Linked DNA regions of Sus scrofa: region 2 is linked to region 1. A link is a contact called in public HiChIP or PLAC-seq data. All regions are on one chromosome and are shown on one strand. Each heading gives the region's core, a stretch centred on a gene start, on an enhancer-like site or on the middle of the called end of the contact. The rest is flanking DNA. Distances are from core to core; before and after follow the strand shown.

What was found. HiChIP or PLAC-seq counts read pairs in DNA pulled down with a chosen protein or histone mark.
Region 2: a contact with region 1 is called in an H3K27ac HiChIP or PLAC-seq map of alveolar macrophages. The contact joins the promoter of TLE3 here to the promoter of RPLP1 in region 1. A contact is called at or near these places in 5 of 5 promoter capture datasets (fetal liver, fetal skeletal muscle, liver and 1 more), 5 of 47 Hi-C or Micro-C datasets (embryonic fibroblasts, heart right ventricle, liver and 2 more) and 2 of 2 datasets of contacts at active chromatin or transcription factors (alveolar macrophages and skeletal muscle).

Annotation. Positions count from the first base shown.
Region 1 is chr1:167,294,714-167,297,610 of Sscrofa11.1, forward strand. RPLP1 (60S acidic ribosomal protein P1) reads left to right here and starts at 1,371. Exons shown (of 4, transcript XM_021100696.1): 1 at 1,371-1,584; 2 at 2,312-2,386. The coding sequence starts at 1,513. It overlaps LOC106509080 (a long non-coding RNA gene), which reads right to left and starts at 1,282. Exons shown (of 3, transcript XR_001306322.2): 1 at 873-1,282.
Region 2 is chr1:167,854,647-167,857,667 of Sscrofa11.1, forward strand. It overlaps TLE3 (transducin-like enhancer protein 3), which reads right to left and starts at 1,267. Exons shown (of 20, transcript XM_021100790.1): 1 at 187-1,267. The coding sequence starts at 210.

The DNA of each region.
Region 1 (2,897 bases), core at 121-2,620:
ATAAACTCTTGTCATTTGAGACAACAAATATCAACATACATCTTGAGGGCATTATGCTAAGTGAAATGAGTCATATAAAGACAAATACTATACGTGGAATTAAAAAAACCCAACCCCCCCCAAACAAATCCATTGCTACTGAAACAGATTGGTGGTTGCCAGAAGTGGGGATGCTGAGGTGAGTGAAAATGGTGAAGGGGGTCAAAATTTACAATCTTCCAGTTATAAAATAAATAAGGCATGAGAATGCAATGTATAGCATGAGTACAGTTAATAATACTGTATCATATTTAAAAGTTGATAAGAGAGTAGACCTTAAGAGTCCTATTCGAAGAAAAAATTTTTTTTAATCTAAGTATGGTAATGGATGTTAACAGGACTTGGTGATCACTTTACAATATAAACAATATCAATTAATGTTGTACACCTGAAACTGTCAATTATACCTCAATTTAAAAAATTTTAAAGCATACCTCTCCGTATGAACCCAACACCAGTTTTATTAGCTTCAAAAGACACAAAACGGCAATACAGCACCTAGCCAGAGAGGAGTTAACTCAAGAAATTTTTTAACATCGCAGCTGCAGTTTCAAGGCATTTCCACCCAATCATGGGGTCCCTTAGTCACAAAAAATAAAGTTGAAGTGGAAAGTTCCCCTATATTCCTAATATACCTTTTATGCTTTGGAAGAAAAAACAAAGAAAATTTACTCATAATCCCCAAACCCATTCCTCTCTGCACGCACAAGTAGAAAGCACTGAAGTTAGGTTCCCAGATTCCAAATTCAGGTTCGCAGTAACTGCGGAATCTTAGGTGTTACCAGCCTACACCTTAGTTTTGCCAGTTGCAAAATGGAGATAATAGTACTTACCTTTTATGCTGTGTGAGGATTAAATGAATTCTGGTAGAGTGTGGTTCGGTGCTTGGAACATAGTAGGCGCTCAAATGCTACGGCAACGTTGCAGGTTTCTCATTTTCGAGTACATTCCCTTAGTATCTTATCCGAGACTGCGCTAAGCCCCAGAACCTCCAGGCTAAAACCTAGCTCCCGCCTTCAGCTGGACACTGCCGGCTGGTGGGGACGCTGGCGACGGCATTAAATGACTGCTTAAGTAGCAGAAAGGATTAATGCCTATTAACCTAGCTTTCTCCTAAAAGTATTTCTACTGTCCCCAAATCCTGAGTTTTTACCGAAACCCAGCGAGTTAGCATCTTCAGCTGCCTAGCAACTTTCTGAACTTGCAAATGAGCGACTTATGTTTTTGCGCAGGCGTTTTGGGTGAATTGTAGCGGGAGGTCCTAGCACCGCCTCTTCCGGCAGGCGCGGGCGCCGATTGGTCCTCGTGACCAGTATAAGAGGCTGCGCGCAGGCGCGAGGAATCCCTTTCCTCAGCTGCCGCTAAGGTGCTCGGTTCTTCCGAGGAAGCTAAGGCCGCGTTGGGGTGAGGCCCTCACTTCATCCGGCGACTAGCACCGCGCCTGGCAGCCCCCACCTAGCATTGGTCCGCACCATGGCTTCCGTCTCGGAGCTCGCCTGCATCTACTCTGCCCTCATTCTGCACGACGATGAGGTTACGGTCACGGTAAGTGTTGGCCTGGGCTGGCGGCGAGGCGGCCTACGGGTGGCCGGCTCCCCACCCTCGAGGGCGTCGCGGGCAGGCCCTTAGGGCTGGAGCCGCGGCTATCCACACCACGGCACAGGGCCGGAGGGATCGGGCGCACGTGCCGGGCGGCCTGGGTCTCGGCCATGTGCAGGCCCGGGAGGGAGTGGATTTCACTTTCGGCGTCGCGCTCTGGCTTTGAGAACCTTTATTTGGAGAAACTTGTGCAGCGCGTCGGCAGGCTCATCTGTAGCTTGTTATATCCCAGGACTTTTTATACCTCTTCTTGGTGTGATTGCTTTGCCTGTGGTTCTGTTAGTAGGCCTTGTGGGGCTTGGCCGCGTGGTGTGGAGGGGAGCACTCGAGCCCTGCTCCACTTCTGGCCTTGCCTCGCGACTTAAAATAGCTGCGTGACTTGAGCAAGACCCAGCCTGGGAAATGGCAGGGATGGACTCGCCGCCTAGTAAAGTATCTGGCATACAGGAACAGAGGCTTTTTTCTTTCTTTTTTTTTTTTCTTAGTGACATTCTTCACAAGAGTGTAAAAAACGGTCGCCTTAAGCCTAGGTGCAGTGCCAGTAGGATATTTGAACTGGTTAAACTGGTTTTGTACCCAGGTTTTGAGTCATTTGCTTTCAATTTGCAGTATTTTGGAGACATGTATGGAAGCTATACATTACTCTGATGGATTGTTATTTTATTTGTTTTAGGAGGATAAGATCAATGCTCTCATTAAAGCAGCAGGTGTAAATGTTGAGCCATTCTGGCCAGGCTTGTTTGCAAAGGTAAGGTGATGGCGGCAGAATGATTTGGAGAAACTAATTTTGGAAGACTTACTGATTTATTAAGTCAGGTATTAATTTAATCTCCAGGAGTGCCAGGAGGCCCCATGTTCCCCTGGACTTGTCCAAGTATAGGCAGTATTTCCTCACATTTCTATCTCTAAGAGCTAATTAAGTTTTTGGTGTCATGTCTTATTTTCTGGTCTCAGACTTCACTTTCTTCTGTTATAAAACCACGATAGAATATGTACTAAGCAGATAATCCCTTCATAAAAGGATCACCCAGGAGATAATAATATTTGTGCTATTCCAAGTAAACTGCCACCATAGAAATTGGTGCGGTGGTCTTTTACTGAATACTTAAAGACTAGTGAGTACAGCATTCCTACCCAAGGAACTTGGAAAGAATTCCTAGTTTGAGTGTTTTAAGGAAGCTTAGGGTGTCTTCCAACTCGTTAAGTATTTTGGGGCCAGTTTTTTCATCTATAAAAGTAAGCAATTCAGTGACTCTTGA
Region 2 (3,021 bases), core at 17-2,516, 560 kb after region 1:
CAACGGCGCCCCCCCATCCCATCCCCTTTGTGCGAGCGCGCGCGCGCGCACACACATACGCACAGACACACACACACCCCACACACACCATAAAGGTAGCAACAAGCAAAATGGAGGTGCCAGATAAACTGCCTCGTTTACCCTGCCATGATAGATGCTTAAATAAACCAAGTTGCAATTACTCACCGGATGTCTGCCTTGCGGATACATGGCAGGGAGGGGTCGTGATTCTGAGAGCGTAGAAACGCGGAGAGCTCGGGTCGGGGAGGTGCGGGGGAGGGGGGAGCCAAGACCGAGCGGGGGGCGGCCGGGAAACCGAGAGCTCGCCCCCGGCCCCCCCAGCCCGCTCTCGCAGCGAAATCCCAGAGTCAGGCGCCCGCCCCAAGCGGAGACAAAGAGCCGAGAAGCAGGCGGCAAAGTCGTCGGCGGGCACCGAGGCCGGGCGGTGGGCTTGGGCTTTGTGCACCTAGGGTTCGGCTGACTGAAGCCGGCCGCCTTCCCCCCACTGCCTGGAGCGCGTCAGAGCCGGAGACTGCGCGGACATCGTCGTCACCCCGGAGGGTCCGGCGCGGGGTCCCGAGGTCCGGGGCCCCTCCTGGGGCAAGCGCGGGCGCCCTCCGGATCACTCAGCGCGTCGCGCCGGGAGGGGGACGCGCCGGGGCAGTCCGAGCATCCAGGGCGTTCAGGTCCGATCCCAGGGGCAGCTCTCCGCGAGAAGAGGAAGAAGGCAAGCACCGAGGTGGCGGCTTGGGCCGCAGGAGCGCCGGAGGGTGAGGGCGGGAGCCCGGCGCGGGCGCTTCGACGCCCCCCCTTGGAGAGGAGAGCCTGCTGTTCAGTCTGCTTCTGTCGCCGCCGCCGCTGCGAGCCCTTCCCAGGGCCGAGGAGGAAACTCCGCGCTCAGGAGGTGGGAATCAACCGCCCTGGCATCCTAACTCCAGCAGGCACAGGAAACCGCCGCAAAAGGGTCCTCGCTGCTCCCAGCTCGAGGGCCGGGTCCCCAGCGAGGAGCGCTTGGCGCCGCCGCCGCCGCCGCCGCCTCCGAGCGCGCAAGCAGGAGAGCGCTGGAGGGGAGACGCAGCCCGAGACCGGGGACCTCTGCGGCTTCCTTCCTTCCCCTCGGCCCGGCTCTCCTCTCCGCTCCCCGACAATCCCCCCAGACGCGCGCGCGCGCGCGCGCGCACACACACACACACACACACCAAAAAAAAGTGCCCCGGACCTGCGGATACCACACACAGACAAGCGAGGGGGACGAGCACGAGGTCTGAACTGCCGCGAGAGCAGTTCCAAATAGGGACTGAAAAGTAACAAAATAATGTGGCAGCTTCGCCAGCCGCTAACCAATGGGAGCGCGGGGTCCCCACGTGGGGCTGTCGGACTCGGCCTGCGACTGGGCGCCGCCGGGCGCGACGTCACAATGCCCTCTTGTGTCTAAAACTATGCATGAAAAGTAGCAATCAGGCCCTACCCGCTGGTGACTTTCGCAGGGGAGTGAAAAACAGCGCTCCTCAGATCAGGAATTAACCGAAAGACATATAATAAATAGATATATATTATAGTACTGGGCTGCTAAGGATTTCCCCCCCCCCCGCTCTTTTTTCCCACGATCTACTAGCAAATAATTATTTGGCGGGAGGGGAAAGAGAGAAGACAGAAGAATAACAACAAAAGAAAAAAAAGACAAACTGTACAGTCCTCAAAACCTGTGGCTGGTAGTAATGTATCAGTTTATTCTGCAGAGGCGGCGAAGGATTCCTCCCTCTAATCTCATTAGGTCTGCAAAGCAGCCCAATTAGATACTATAAAACAAACAGAATCACTTTGTCACTTTAATGTTTTCACTTCACAAGATTTAGGACCGATAAAATGGTGGCTCCCGAAGTTGCCTGCCACCTTAAAAAAATTTTGCTCGGAACTGAGGGTGTCCCTTTCTTTTCCCCTTCTCCTGCCCTCCTACTCCCCCCACCCCAGGCCCCCAGCTTTTCTTCTTTGTTCATTCGTCCTTTTCAGAAAGCCAAATAAACAGCGTCTTTGATGTGCGGCGGCTGCCCGCGGGGAGAAGCCTAAGGAACTCTCCTTTGGCGGGCAGAGCAGATGGAAAGGCCCGACTGCCCGCGGACACTCGGGTCCTCCCGCGCTATCCCCACTCGGGGCTCCTTCCTGGTGGAGACGGCTACGCCCTCGCCGCAGCTGTTCATTGAGCGTCGGGGCCGGGGAAGCGGAATCGGGAATGCCGTGGCTGCTGGCCCCACCGCGGCCCGGGAGCTCCGAGTTCCGTCCCGGATTTCTCAGCTTGCTCCCGGCAGGGTCTTCGCGTCGGCGGAAGCCTGTGGAGGGGCGCGCGTGCAAGCCCGTAGGTGTCTCGGCCGCCAGCCTTGACGCCCTGGGAGGTGCAGACTCTCATCCGCCCCCGTGCGCTCCTCTTCCCACCCCCGCCGCCGCGCCTCCGGGACTCCCCGCGCGGTTGCACACTCGACTCTGGGTCCAGTTTGCCCGCAAACAGATAGCCTCGATCGCCTGCACTCGGGGTTACATCAGGGCAGACGGGCCGTGGGGACATGGGCCTCAAGCGGCTGGAAGGCTGGAGTGGCCGCGCCCCAGATCCCACGGGCACCGCCGAGTGGACGGGCCCAGGTGGGCCCTAGGTACCCCCCTTCCCAAGTATCTCCGCGGACCTGCACGAACCCCGGGGCCCGCGGTTGGCCCCGGATCTATATTTTCCCCTCATTAGGAGCTGGAGTTCGCTTTTGCATCTTAATGAGGAGCTGAGAACAAGCGGGCGCTCGGAGGCCGGTGCGTTGGGAGTTACACGTGAGCGCCCGCCTTGGAGTTGAACCTCCCTGCGCCCGCTCCGGCCGCCAGCCCCGAACCGCACTCCTCTCTTCATTTATTTATTTTCCTAAATAAAAACATAAATCGTGTGAGGCACGCACCGAAGAGGGGGGTGGGGAGAAGCCCGGCTCGACAGATGCGAGCATCTGGCCGCAGCATTCATTAGACACAAAATGGCTCCTCTTTGGA